Linked DNA regions of Ovis aries: region 2 is linked to region 1. A link is a contact called in public Hi-C data. All regions are on one chromosome and are shown on one strand. Each heading gives the region's core, a stretch centred on a gene start, on an enhancer-like site or on the middle of the called end of the contact. The rest is flanking DNA. Distances are from core to core; before and after follow the strand shown. Region 1 holds the start of APOE (apolipoprotein E). Region 2 holds the start of KLC3 (kinesin light chain 3).

The links. Hi-C and Micro-C count contacts between places; a contact is called where the count stands out from the background.
Region 2: a Hi-C map of tail adipose tissue shows a contact between it and region 1, with 9 times the contacts expected there. The contact joins the promoter of KLC3 here to the promoter of APOE in region 1. A contact is called at or near these places in 3 of 16 Hi-C or Micro-C datasets (blood, liver and tail adipose tissue).

What each region holds. Positions count from the first base shown.
Region 1 is chr14:52,422,173-52,429,097 of ARS-UI_Ramb_v3.0, forward strand. APOE (apolipoprotein E) reads left to right here and starts at 2,710. Exons shown (of 4, transcript XM_027978460.2): 1 at 2,710-2,869; 2 at 5,831-5,896; 3 at 6,387-6,576; 4 at 6,862-6,925. The coding sequence starts at 5,854. LOC105616899 (a long non-coding RNA gene) reads right to left here and starts at 4,820. Exons shown (of 4, transcript XR_006056203.2): 1 at 4,765-4,820; 2 at 1,758-1,849.
Region 2 is chr14:52,758,593-52,765,380 of ARS-UI_Ramb_v3.0, forward strand. KLC3 (kinesin light chain 3) reads left to right here and starts at 1,401. Exons shown (of 13, transcript XM_042232175.2): 1 at 1,401-1,494; 2 at 5,150-5,415; 3 at 5,937-6,167; 4 at 6,470-6,539. The coding sequence starts at 5,158.

The sequences.
Region 1 (6,925 bases), core at 1,460-3,959:
ACTGACCACTGTGATCAAAAGTTTCAAAAAGGGGTTCAGAGGAGACTATGGGGTAAAAATGACACCTGGCCGGCTGTGCACCCTCTTCAAGGTCGAATCGTCTGCTATGGGAGTTGGCTGGCCACCAGAGGGCACAGTGGACTTGAAAATAATAAAAGCAGTCTAGGTGATAGTCACGGGGAAGCCTGGACATCCGACCGGTTCCCGTACATACTCCCGGCTACAGCTGGCCCAAGATTCCTCTACCATGGGCACGATTTTATATTCAAAATGGAGAAGGAAAAAGGCACAGAAACTGATGATAAAAAAGTGATTCTACAGGATCCAAATGAGGAACTTCCTCCCCCACTGTACTGGACGATGAACCGGCCCTCAGATGTGTCAGCCAGGCCGGGGCCTTAACAGCCACCAGACGGAGGCCACAGGACATCCCAGCATCAACGCTGTCCCCGGCCCTTCCTTCAGCCCCCCCCCAGGGGTCGCAGAGCCACCACCCCAGCAGGATCTGACCCCAGCGGGAGGGACCACTGGATACCACCCTCCGGATTCAGCTCCTACCCCAGAGGCACAACCTAAGCTCTATCCACCGCCAACACCCCCACCTCCCCAAGAGTACCGATGAGAAAGGGAGGGGAACACTGGAATTAAACAGAGACTGTTCTCTGCCAAGGAGTTAGAGGAAAAGACACCATTTCAGATGCCCCTTAGGGAAGTCCAGCAGGCCTGCATACAGGGGAAAGACAGTAATTATCACCAGGCTCCCGTGGCCTACTACTATCAACTATTTTTGTCTACTGATATCTTGAACTGGCAAAAATATACGCCACCATATTCAGAGGAGCCACAGGATATGATGAGATTGATGGAAACTATTTTTTGTACCCGCCGACTGACATGGGACGATATTATCCAATTATTAACTTCCCTCTTCAGTACGGAAGAACAGTATAGAATTCTTACTGAAGCAAAGAAATGGCTGCTAGAAATGGTTCCAGAAGGAACTGTAAACCCACAAATGTGGGTGAAACAAACCCTCCCCGATGACAGACCTAATTGGGACTATAATACAGACGAGGGGAGAAACTAATTAGACAGATAGCGTACAGCCATCTACAGGGACTAAAAAGAGGAGCCCGCAGGCCTACAGATAAGGCAAGACCTGCCGGAGTAGTGCAACAAGGGGCCGAGCCCCTTTCTGAATTTTATGAAAGACTGTGTGAGGCTTATAGACTCTATACGCTGATCGGCCTCGAAGCCAGGGGCTCTCACATCATTATAAACTCAACATTTGTGTCACAGGCTTATCCTGATATTAAAAGAAAGCTCCAGAAGCTGGATGGAGTATTATCAATGTCCAGCTCCCAACTAGTTGAAATTGCAAACAAAATATTCAGAAACAGAGATGTGGAAGCCAAGAAAGAAACTGAAAAACTGAGCAGACCAGAGATTTGCAATGCTAGCCGTGGCCTTGGGAAGGCCTGCCAGGCTGCCCACGAAAGCCCCTCCCTCCTGGAGACGAGACCACTCCCTCAGGAAACCTCCACGAAAGCCTAGGTCCACGTTACAGCCCAATCAGCGTGCCTGGTGCCGAGGGTTTGGCCGCTGGAAAAACCAATGTCCTAAAACCACTAAAAGCCGGGAATCAACCAGTACAGTGGCAAGCCTTGACGGATGAGAGACTGAATAGGGATGCCGGGGCTCAGAGACACAGGTCCACAAGAGCCCATGATAACATTAAAAGCAGGGGACCAACTTACTGACTTCATGGTGGATACCGGAGCAGGATTGTCAGTAGCAACTGAACCCACGGCACCTCTCTCGAAAAAGGCCACTGCCATAACTGGGATACCTGGAAAGGAAATGATTAAACAATTCTGTAAGCCCTAAAAGTGCCAGATGGCGGGGGCCACCAAGTGACTCATGAGTTCTTATATATCCCTGAATGCCCAGTACCTCTACCAGGAAGAGATCTACTCTCTCAACTGGGATCACAAGTGACCTTTTCCCCCCACGAACACCCCACTTTGCACATTGACCCGCCCAGCTACTTACTTACTCTCCCTCTCAGTTACCCCACAAGATGAATGGAGGTTACATGAATATACTGAGAAAAGACTAGAGGGGATGAACGGCCGGGAGGAAACACTGGCTCAACAACTGCCCGAGGTCTGAGCAGAAGGAAACCCCCCTGGGCTCGCCAAACACCATGCTCCAATAATAATAGAACTTAAGCCCAGTGCCACCCCGGTTAGAAAACGCCAGTATCCATTGCCCCTGGAGGCTCGTCTCGGCATACTGCCACATTTATATAGACTGAAACTGGCCGGCATCCTGATTGAATGCCAATCAGAATGAAATACACCAATCCTGCCAGTTAAAAAGGAAGGGGGACAGGACTATAGGCCAATACAAGATTTAAGGCTGGTCAGCCAAGCTTCCATGACCCTGCAACCCACAGTCCCAAACCTATATACCTTACTCAGCTTCCTCCCTCGAAGTGCAAAAGTTCTATCCTTGTCTGGACTTAAAAGATGCCTTTTTCTGTACACACCTAGCCCAGGTATCACCACCAATTTTTGCTTTCGAATGGGAAGACCCAACAGGGGGCGCCAAACAACAACTAACCTGGACCCCCCTCCCCTGAGGGTTTAAAAATTCTCCAACCATTTTTGAAGAAGCCCTGGCTTCGGACTTAGGCGCATTTCAGCCAGAAAAGTTTGGTTGTTGGCTGCTGCAATACGTGGACAATCTGCTCCTGGCCGCTGAGAACAAGGATGATTGCTGGGAAGGAACCAAGGCCTCGCTGGGACTGCTGATAGAGGCTGGTTACCCGGTCTCGAAAAAGAAGGCTCGGATCTGCCAGGAGGAGGTGAGGTATCTGGGATTTGTTCTAAAGAGGGGCACAAGGCTGTTGGGCCAGTCCAGCGCCATGCCTCTATCTGGGATGGACGGGCTCCCACGGCGCGTATCACCTCTACAGAGGGGTGATATGACTATGAGGTTTTTTTGCATCAAGTAAGACAACAAAAATCAAGGATAGAATGGCATTAGACATCCTCACCGCCTCACAGGGAGGAACCTGTGCCATACTTAAGGTTGAATGTTGTGTATGGAACCTGTGCCATACTTAAGGCTGACCGTTGTATATACATTCCTGATTTATCTGGCACTGTAACGACTGCTTTGGGTGACATGAGGGACCAAGCAAAAGCAATGTCAGATGAAAATATTCCCTTCTGGACCTCGGTCCTATCTTGGGTAAAGGGTGACTGGTGTGAAACTGCGCTCACTGTCATTTTAATAGTTCTGTTATCCGGCCCTTGCACTTTACAACATGTTGTTAACTTTGTAACCTAGAGACGAACCTCACTTTCCCAGATCGGTGTTAGGAGGCCTAGGGTACAATATATTCCTATGAGTGATGCTCCCACTGAGAGTTAGGAGCATCAAGAGAGAGGAATAAAAGAGGAAAGTGGGCAAAGCGGACTCCATCTTGGCTGCAGGACCCCATTTTAGACTTCTTGAAAACTTTGGACTACATGCCGGGGTGTTCTCCCAGTGGACTTTGAGCTTTGTGCCTGGAATCTATAAAAGCAACATTCCAACTGAAAAACAGACCCCTGGATAAAGGGACTCCAGAACTTGTTCCTGGACTTTCTGTCGCCGAAAAGAATATACTAATCTACCCCAGAGGAAAACAAATTGTTATCTGCACAAAACCTATTGATATATGTTAGCCTAATTAGGTGTCTGGACTAATATATGAATCATGATTTAGCCCCTTCACATTATCCAGGCTAGTTTTGAGGAATTCGGGGAGGAGGGTTTGAGCATGTACACTTAGGGTATATAAGGTTGTCACAAAAACTGACCGGGTCCTTGGCTAAGAGAAGACTCTGCCTTGGGCCCACTGGTGTAATAAACTGCACTCCACTATTTGCGTTGTCCTTCTGAGTGAGTTTACTTCCCAGAGAGCAGAGAGTGTGGCTACAACACTCTCAATTCAGGATGCCCGTCTGTGAAACAGCTGGGGCTCATGAACAGGGCTGCAAGGGAGGGAGGGACAGGAGTGTTCACTGTGGCCCAGCACAGAACTGAAGTCCAACATGGGGCCACTGTTTGCCAGCTAACCCTACTTGTTCTCAGTACACACAGTAGCCTGTTGCTTCACCGAATGACGGTGTTAAGTGCAACTCTTTTCCTGGTTTTGTGGACCAAGAAACTGGATGTTCAGAGAGGCTGGGTCGTTGGCTCAGGGTCACACAGCTGACAACTGGCAGAGCCTGGATTCAGGCCTGAGCAGTTTGGTTCTGGAATCCACAGTCCTAAGCAGGCACAGTCCTGAAGCATGCTTCAGGCCCCACTGAAGGAACAATACACAGTTGGGACAAATGCTGGATTTTCAGGTCTCAACCGGGGAAGGGGGCTCAAGAGAGGCACTCTCCTGTGCCCAAGGGAAGAGGGCAAGAGGGAGCTCATGGTAAAGTCCAGATTGCACTCTCAAAGCCTGGGCTTGTAGCAGATACCTTGTACTGTCCCCAGAACTCCTATCCCATTTCTATCCAGCCAGCCAGCTCCCTTCCCCCTCCCTACCCAGAGTCCCAACCCCCTCCTTCCTCTAACCAGGGATTTCAGGCCCCCAGTCCTTTCCCCAAATTCTATTCATCCATCCGCTGGAAAAGAGAAGGGCAGGGGATGGGTGCTGTGGGCAGTGGCCTGTTCCAGCCCCTTCCATGCCCACTGTCCCAGCCCTCACCAGCTCACCTACCCACCAGGATGGAGGAAGCCGCCTGAGTTACTGGGTGAGAAGTCATCTTTTCAAGGGGGCTGGGAGTGGGGGCTGCCAGGCCTCCAGGCCCCACCCCCTCCCCTCCTTGCTGTGTGTGAAGGGGGAGGACAGCCCACCTCGTGACCTGAGGGGGCTGGCCCAGCTTGCCCCAGCTCAGGAGAAGTGGGCGGGCCAGGGGGGAGCCCTATAATTGGACGAATCTGGGATCCGTGAGTCCCTGCTCAATCCCGGAGGCGAAGGACGCGGTTTCCGGAGGCGAAGAGCGCGGTGAGAAGCAGAGCTGGGGGCCACGGAGACCAGCTCAGGGCTTCTGTGGGGGACGGGCTGCGGGAGAGGTGGACGAGGTGACGGTCCGACGCCGCCCGGACCAGGACAAAAGCTTGAGCAGAGGAGGAGACCAGAGACAGGGGACTGGACCTAGAGGGGTGGGGAGCAGGCGTATCCCGTTTGGACTGGAAGGTGGGTTCAGGGGAGCAGCTGGACCTGCAGGAAAAACCAGACGAGAGATAGCAAAAACCCACTAACTGTTACTGCTGTTTACTGAGCACCTACTGGATGCCCACAATTGTCCTAAGATTTTCGGTAAGGGAGGCTCAGGGGCGGCGGCACGGTAGCTAAAGCGTGGGTTGAAGGACTTCTAAATGAGGATTAAATTAGCGAATATGCGGATGACAGCGTTTAGATGTGAAGTTGGAGCTGAGAATGGGAAGATACAGAGGGGAATGCGAGGTTGGAACTTTAGAAAGTCCAGCCGGGGCTCTCGGGGAACTCCGGGATGGAGGGGAAGGCGGGTTGAGTGGAATCTGAACCCTGGGAGAGGGATGGAATTAAGGCGGCGGCAGACCTGGGGATGGGGAGATAAGAGAAGACAATGAGGAAATGAAATAGACAATGTAGGGGCCGCTGGGTAAATATTTGGAATTGGATTAGGATGTTGCTGGGAGCGAGGCTTTGAAGGCTAAAACCGGGTGGGGCGGGGCTCTGAGGGGGAGGGAGTCCCCCCACCCCCCGGGGTTGAGTGACAATTTCTCCCTCCTTCAGGTTGGCCAATCGCAAGCCAGAAGATGAAGGTTCTGTGGGTTGCCCTGGTGGTCGCGCTTCTGGCAGGTATGGGGGCGGAGCTTGCCCAGGTTCTTTGCCCCACCCCCTCCCATCCTCAGCTTGCCGTCCTCCCGTCCGTGGTCCGTGGGTCCTCTCATCTGCTGGTCTGTCTCCCCGGGTCTGAGGTCTCTCTGACATTCCTTGGTTCTGAGCTGCAGTTTTACTTTCTCAGAGCCTCAGTTTCCCCATCCTTTTAAAATGAGAGTTTCTAGCGCACTGCTGTCAGGCAGGTAGTGAGGAGCAGCTAAGTGTCAGAGGTGATTATTCTCTATCTGGGGCTGTTTTATTCTCTATCGCCCCAGCGTGGCAGTACGTGGACCACACATAATCCATGCTTATCAAGAGCTTAAACCGGCTGGGCGTCTCTCCACCCCATCTCCACCCCCCAGTGCTCTAAAGAAGCCCACCAGCCTCTGTGGAGCACCTCCTCTGTACCGGGTACTGTGTGCCTGGAGCGGGCAGAGGACCCTGACCGCGGTGAACTGTCTGTGTGCAGGATGCCAGGCGGATATGGAGGGAGAGCTGGGGTCCGAGGAGCCCCTGCCTCCGGAGCAGCCCCGGGGGCAGGACAGCCAGCCTTGGGAGCAGGTGCTGGGCCGCCTCTGGGATTACCTGCGCTGGGTGCAGACGCTGTCTGACCAGGTGCAGGAGGAGCTGCTCAACACCCAGGTCATTCAGGAACTGACGTGAGTGCCTCCGCCCTGGCCCCTCATCCCTCCAGTGGGCAGTGTGTTCGGGACCCCAGTTTCCTCTGATCTGGGATTCTTTCCGTCCCCATCACCAACACTTGGCGGGGGTCTGGTCTCTGCTCATTTCTTGGCTTTCTTTTCTCCTTGGGCTCCTGGCTTTCCCTCTCTCTGATCCTGTTCTTCGGCGTTTTCTGTCTGGCACCTTCCTCTGCATCTCTCCCTCTATCACCCTAGCTCAGGATCCCTACCTCTTCTCTCCATTTTTGCCCTCTCGGCCCCCAGGGTGCTGATGGAGGAGACCATGAAGGAGGTGAAGGCCTACAGGGAGGAGCTGGAGGGACAGCTA
Region 2 (6,788 bases), core at 151-2,650, 340 kb after region 1:
GTTTCTGCTTTTTAATACGCTGTCTAGACTGGTCATAGCTTTTCTTCCAAGGAGCAAGCATGTTTTAAATTTCATGGCTGCAGTCAAGATCTGCAGTGATTTTGGAGCCCAAGAAAGTAAATCTGTCACTGTTTCCATTGTTTCCCCATCTAGTCACCATGAAGTAATGGGACCAGATGCCATGTTCTTAGTTTTTTAAATGTTGAATTTTAAGCCAGTTTTTTTTTTTTTTACTCTCCTCTTTCACTATTGTCAAGAGGCTTTTTAGTTCCTCTTCGTTTTCTACCATAAGGGTGGTGTCATCTGTGTATCTGAGGTTATTGATATTTCTCCTGGCAATCTTGATTCCAGCTTGTGCTTCATCTAGCCCAGGATTTTGCATGATGTACTCTGCATACAAGTTAAATAAGCAGGGTGACAATATACAGCCTTGATGTACACCTTTCCCTGGGGGAGAACAATAATGCATCTGTGCTGAGTTGCTTCAGTTGTGTCTGACTCTTTGTGACCCAAAGGACTGTAGCCTGCCAGACTTCTGTGTCCATGGGATTCTCCAGGCAAGAATACTGGAGTGGACTGCCATGCCCTCCTCTAGGGGATCTTCCCAAACCAGGGATCGCACTCGCATCTCTTATATCTCCTGCATAGGCAGGTGGTTTTTCTTTTTTTAGCTCCGCTTGGAAAGCCGAACCAATAATATAACACCACAAAATCAGCAGCTAATATTTGCTAAATGCTTCCAATCCATATATTAAGGCATTCAGTCCTCACAGCTTTTGACTAATCCATTAGAGATCAGGGAAACGGAGACAGAGAGGTTAAGTTACTGTCCAAAGCCTGCACAGCCAGTAAATGGTGAAACATGATGTGAACTCAGAGCCAGATTTTTAGCCTCGCCAATAACCTGATGTAACATAACACAGTAATTATAATGTTATATAATTTTAGGTCCTGAAAAAATTTATTAACAAAATCAAGCAGATAAATGAGGTTGTGTTTCGGTGGGAAGGGTGTATTTTAGAAGCGGCAAGGAAGGCCTCTCGGAGGAAACGGCCTTTGAAAAAGGACAAGCGTCGAGATGTATGTGGAGAGATTTCCAAAGCGGGCGCACAGCCGAGGCGAAGGGCCGGAGGCTGGCCTTGCAAGAAAGCCATCCGTCTGGGATGTAAAGTTTCTAAGATTTCGAGTTTCCAAGATTCTAGTTTCGCGGAGACTCTCATTTCCCGCGCGCCTGCAATCATCTCGGATTCGACGTGCCGCAGAGACTACCGGCTAAACGCGCGCACAAGGCTCTGCTACTCCCGCAGCGCTGGGGCGGCTGGGCTTAACTTTCCAGGAGCGGCGGGCGGGGCCGGTCTCACCTGCGGGGCGGGGCTGCGGGCCGCCCCGCCCCGCCCCGCGGAGGAGCCGCCCGCGGCCGGAGACTGCGGGCGCAGCTGCGGGCGGCGGCCGTGCGTGCGCAGCGCGGAGAAGCGGGACTTGGAGCCGTTCGCGGTCAGTTGGGCGCCAGGAGTGTGGGGGGGAGTCCCAGGAGCCGAGAGGATGGAGGCGGGGGCAGAGGGTGTGGGCTGGGCCTGGCACACCCCTGGGACCAATGGCCTGGAGACGGGGACGGGCCTTGGGGTCCCTGGACGCCCCCTGTCCCGCTCTCGGGCTCTCCCGGGTCTGGAGGGCGCGCTGGGGCCGCGCCCCCTCTCTCGGGGCGCAGGTAAACAGGCGCGAGGACGGGGCGGGGCCTGGGAAAGGGAGGGGGCCCTTGTGACGGCCCGGCCGGCTGGCAGGCTGGCGGGCTGTGAAACCGGGGTGCGCGGGGCTCAGCCGGCCGGCCAGGGGTAAGTTGTGTGGTTTGGGGAGCGGTCCATACACTCCCGCTGCAAGTGTATATGTGCGTGGATATTGGGCGTGAGTGTGCACGAGAGATGGTGTAGAAAGCTCAGATGTGTGTGATGGTGTCAAACGGTGCGTACAGATGTGGGTACAGGTTGGTACCGGGGATGGCCTGTCCGTTTAGCCCTGCGAGGGCACCAAAGGACCGTGTGAATGATGTGAAACTTTCAGTGGTGTGAAAATGTGGGCCACCTCTGATGGTGAGTCTGTAATGCTGTGTGTGTGTGTGTGTTTGGCAGAGTTGAACTGTTTATAGGGTTAGGTATGTGACCGAGAAATTGCATGGCCGTGGTTGTCTCTCTGATGGTAAGACTGGTGGGGGCGGGGATGGCAGGGAGGTGTGTGCTGTGGGGTACAGGATGGATGTGTGGAGTGTGACTGATTATTGTGGTCAGCTGTGTGCTGGTACACACGAGGCTGAGCAGGTGAAGGGGAGTGTGCTGTTTGGGAGGATGTGTGAGTGTGGGAGACGTGTCAAGGACAGTCCGAGTGATGCGTGGCTGTGGTCGAGCTGTATGTATCTCTGTGAGCGGTACTCTATGAGGCCGTGTCTGGAACAGTCGACTCAGCTGTTCGAGGTTGTGCTTGATGTTGTAGGAGGTTGTATACGTGAATAAGGGTCATGGTTGTCAAGATGACTCAATGAACTGGCGTGGTCGTGAGTGATCATTTATAGGACTTGCGTGTAAGGTGTGAAGCTGTTAATAAGTCTGATGTGATATACGCACACACATGTACAACGTACATGGAGATCGATATGTGCGTGAACACATACACATAGGGAAAGAGGGAGATTCGGGGTGGAGAGCCTGCAGTGTGCAAAACCCCTGTGGTTGCACACCTGCCCTTGCTCTGTGTCTGAGTGGATGTGATTGTGAGCATGTGCGCAGGTGTGAAAAGCGCAGCGCTGCTTTCGGGGATGCCACGGGTGGAGTGAAGTCAGCCTGCGAGTCTGTGCATGAGAACGTGGAACTCTGTGTGTCTCCGTGTGTCTGTGCCGTGGGCACCCGCTTGCGAAGGTGTAGGAGCCAGCATCGGGTCATTCGCACATTCGTGCGTGAAACTCTAGTGTGTCTGTGTGTGGCCGGGCAGGGGCGGTGGAGGAAGCGGGGAGGAACGATGACAGGTCCACCGCGAGTCCTGGGAGCCGAGAGGGAGGGAGGCGTGGGATGGAGGGCTGGCGCTGGCAGGATGTGGAGGTGTGGGAGAGTGCATGTTCAAGGAGACAGTCCGAATGGGAGTGACTTGGGATTGGGTTTCATTTTCACAAGTGAAGAGGGGTGAGGGAGGGGGGTTTATTTGTGTGCTGGCTTTTAGTTTCAGGGGTGCAGCAAAGTGATTCGGTTGGATTTTCTCTTTATTTTTCCCATTGTTTTCCACTGTAAGTTATTATAATATATTGAGCACAGTTCCCTGAGGTTTACAGTAGATTCTTGTTGGTTATTGATTTTACATGTGTATATGTTAACCCCAGTCTATCCCTCCGCACCCTCTGCCCCCTTTGGTAACCATACGTTGTTTTCTGTCTGGCGTTTTATTTCTCCTTCTTATCGTTTGGTTTGTTTTTGGCTGTGCTGGGTCTTCCTTGCTGCGTGGGCTTCTCGTCGAGGTGGGTTCTCCTGTTGCAGAGTACAGGCTCTAGGCGCTTGGCCTCCACAGTTTCAGCTCCCCGGCTCTAGAGCGCACGCTCAGTAGTCGTGGTACACTGGCTTATTGCTCTGTGGCATATGGATCTTCCCGGACCAGGAATTGAATCTGTGTCTCCCACATTCTCAGATGGATTCTTTACCACTGAGCCTCCAAGGAAGCCCTCAGCCTTTATTTCTGAAAGGAAAATGTACCTGTCTGTTGGGTTCTGTTTTTCAGAGGGGAGTGTATGTGTGTTATTTTCATTTTTTTTTTTTAATGCTTATTTATTTGTTTGGCTCTGCCGGGTCTCCATTGCAGCACCTGGGTTCATTAGTTGCAGCATGCGAGCTCTAGTTCCCTGAACAGGGATTGAACCCGGGACCCCTGCAATGGGAGAACGGAGTCTTAGCCGCCAGGAAAGTCCCTACACATGCTGTTTCTGGAAGAAGAATATGTGTGTGTGTGCCTGAGTTAGTGTGTTGCACTAGGTTGTATTTTGAAAAGAAAACGCGGATGTGAGTGGGTGTGTTGAGTTGTATTTTTAAAAGAGTGTGTGTGTGTTGTATTTCTGAAAGGAGACTGTGTATTGTTGTATTTCTGAGATGGAGTGTGTGTAGAGGCATATTTCTGAGAGTGTGTCTTGTGTTATATTTGAAATAACGAAGAGTATGTGTCACATATCCGAGAGGAGAATGTGTACAGCATGGTTTTAAGAAGGGAGGGTCTGCGTGTGTTGAGGTCTGTTTCTAAGAGGGGAGTGTGTGTCCCAGAGACATCGTCCCCAGTGTCGTCGACCTTGTCACCCCCATACAACCCCATGCAGTCCCACATTTGGGACCCCCCCCACCCATTACCATCTGGGACTCAGACCCTCATCTGTCACATGGCCTGTGTGACACCCCTGGGCCATGCCTGCCACACGTGTGTTCCAGCACGCCTTGGGCTGGCCGGGCCTGTCTGCAGTGAAGGGGGGAGCCGGTTTCCTCTGGTCTGTCAGCTCCTCAGGTCCCCAGGAGTTGCCACATGTGGGGACCCTCCCTGACCTCCCCAGTACCCAGGCCTCCTCAGCTTCCCGCACCCCAGCCCCATGGCCCTCTCCTCCGCCCCACCCCACCCCCAGTGGTCTGACTGGTTCCCAACAAAAACACCCTGAGACTGAGCTCACGGAGAGGCTGCCGCCTCCACACGTCCCGCCCCACACGCCCAGCAGGGGAGGGCACCTCCGTCCGGTCACACAGCCGGGCCGGCCGGGCTGGGGGATCCGGGGTCCTTGGGGTCGGGAGGGCTGACCAGGTGAGCTGAGGGCAGGTGGGCGGCCGTCGGATGGCTGCTTGGCTGTCTGGGTTAATTCCACACCGGGAAGGTTTGGGAGTTGTCCTCGGGGCCGGGCCCCGGGGCTGAGGACAGGCGAAGGAGACCAGAAAGTTTCCAGCTGCGGGCTCGCCAGGATGGGCGTGGGACAGGTTGCCGGCTGCAGTGAGCAAAGCATGGAGGCAGAGGGCTGGCCGGGATGGGCGGATGGGGCGATGGCTGGGAGGGGATGTGTGGCCCAGTGACGCGGAGGCCGAGGGGTGGGCTTGCCTGGCCCTGGCAGTGACCACCAACCCCCCACCCCGGTCCTGGTCCCCCCCAGGAGCAGCCATGTCCGTGCAGGTGGCGGCCCCGGGAGGCGTGGGGCTCGGCCCAGAGCGCCCAAGCCCCGAGGAGCTGGTGCGGCAGACGCGACAAGTGGTGAAGGGGCTGGAGGCCCTGCGGGCAGAGCACCGGGGCCTGGCCGGGCACCTGGCGGAGGCCCTGGCGGCCCAGGGCCCGGCAGCTGGCCTGGAGCTGCTGGAGGAGAAGCAGCAGGTGGTGAGCCACTCGCTGGAGGCCATCGAGCTGGGGCTGGGCGAGGCCCAGGTAGGTATGAGGGGTGTACTGTCTGCAGGGGTGTGGCTCAGGCCTGGGGGGTCGCCCAGGGGTGAGGGGCCAGGCGTGCTGGGGGGTGGTCTGGGCAAAGGGGGGCCTAGGGGCACCTGGCCCGGGACAGGGAGCCTCTAGTCCCGAGATGGGAGCCCTAGCCTGCAGCTGTAGGGGGGTTCCTTCTGTGTGGCAGGGATTCCTGAACCAGGTGGGGTCCTTCCATAGAAGGGTGGGTCCCGGGCAGACTTCCGGGTTGCCTGGGTGGGATATGACGTGTCCCTGTGTGTGATCTGTGTGTCTGGGTGAAATGGGAGGGAGGGGTCCCCCCCGCAGGATCGGGGTGTGGCCCTGGGACTCGCTGAGCATCCCTGGAGCCACATCGGAGGGCTGTATGTAATCTGGGGCACCCTGGCTCGATTTGAGGCCCTGGGCTGGGTGGGGGCCGTCTGGCAGGGTGGGGGCCGGGCGTCTGACTCGCCGCCCCCCGCCCCACCGCCCCCCCCACCCCCCCCCGGCAGGTGCTGCTGGCGCTGTCGGCACATGTGGGCGCGCTGGAGGCGGAGAAGCAGCGGCTGCGGGCGCAGGCCCGGCGGCTGGCCCAGGAGAACGCGTGGCTGAGGGAGGAGCTGGAGGAGACCCAGCGGCGGCTGCGGGCCAGCGAGGAGGCTGTGGCCCAGCTGGAGGAGGAGAAGAGCCACCTGGAGTTCCTGGGGCAGCTGCGGCAGTACGACCCGCCTGCAGAGAGCCAGGTGTGGCCGGGCTGGCAAGGCGGGGGCCCCCAAAGCACCCCTTGTCCCTCTGCAGAGCCCCCGCCTTCAAAGGTTCCCTGGCCCCCCTGGAACCTCTGAAGAACCCACCACAGATCCCAGACCCACTGGAACTTACTCAGAAGCCTGCCCCACGCCCAGCTGCCCCACAAAGCCCCAGGATGCTCCCAAGCCCTCAGGAGACCCCTGCCCACCACCTCCCTCAAGCCCTGGGGTTCAGGACCCCCGTCTTGGAATCAGACTCCCAAGCCCCGTGACACCCTACTTTCCTCCTCTCTCTGCAGCAGCCTGAGTCCCCCCCTCGCCGGGACAGCCTGGCCTCCCTGTTCCCTAGTGAGGAGGAGGAGCGGAGAGGTGGGTGCGGCCTCAGCCATGGAGGATGGGAGGCCGAGGCTGGGGAGAGCGCATCTGAGTCGCTGGACCCCGAGGTCTCTGGGGAGGATGGGGCAGCTCAGGGCCAGGTGTCAGGAGGGTGAAGCAGGTGGCTGTGTGTGTGTGTCGGGGGAGGGGGGGGCGGGCAGTAACAGAGCAGGTGAGGCTGGAAAAGCTGGAAACCAGGCCTGTCATGGCGACCACAGCTCCAGGAACCAGGTGGCTCCCGCG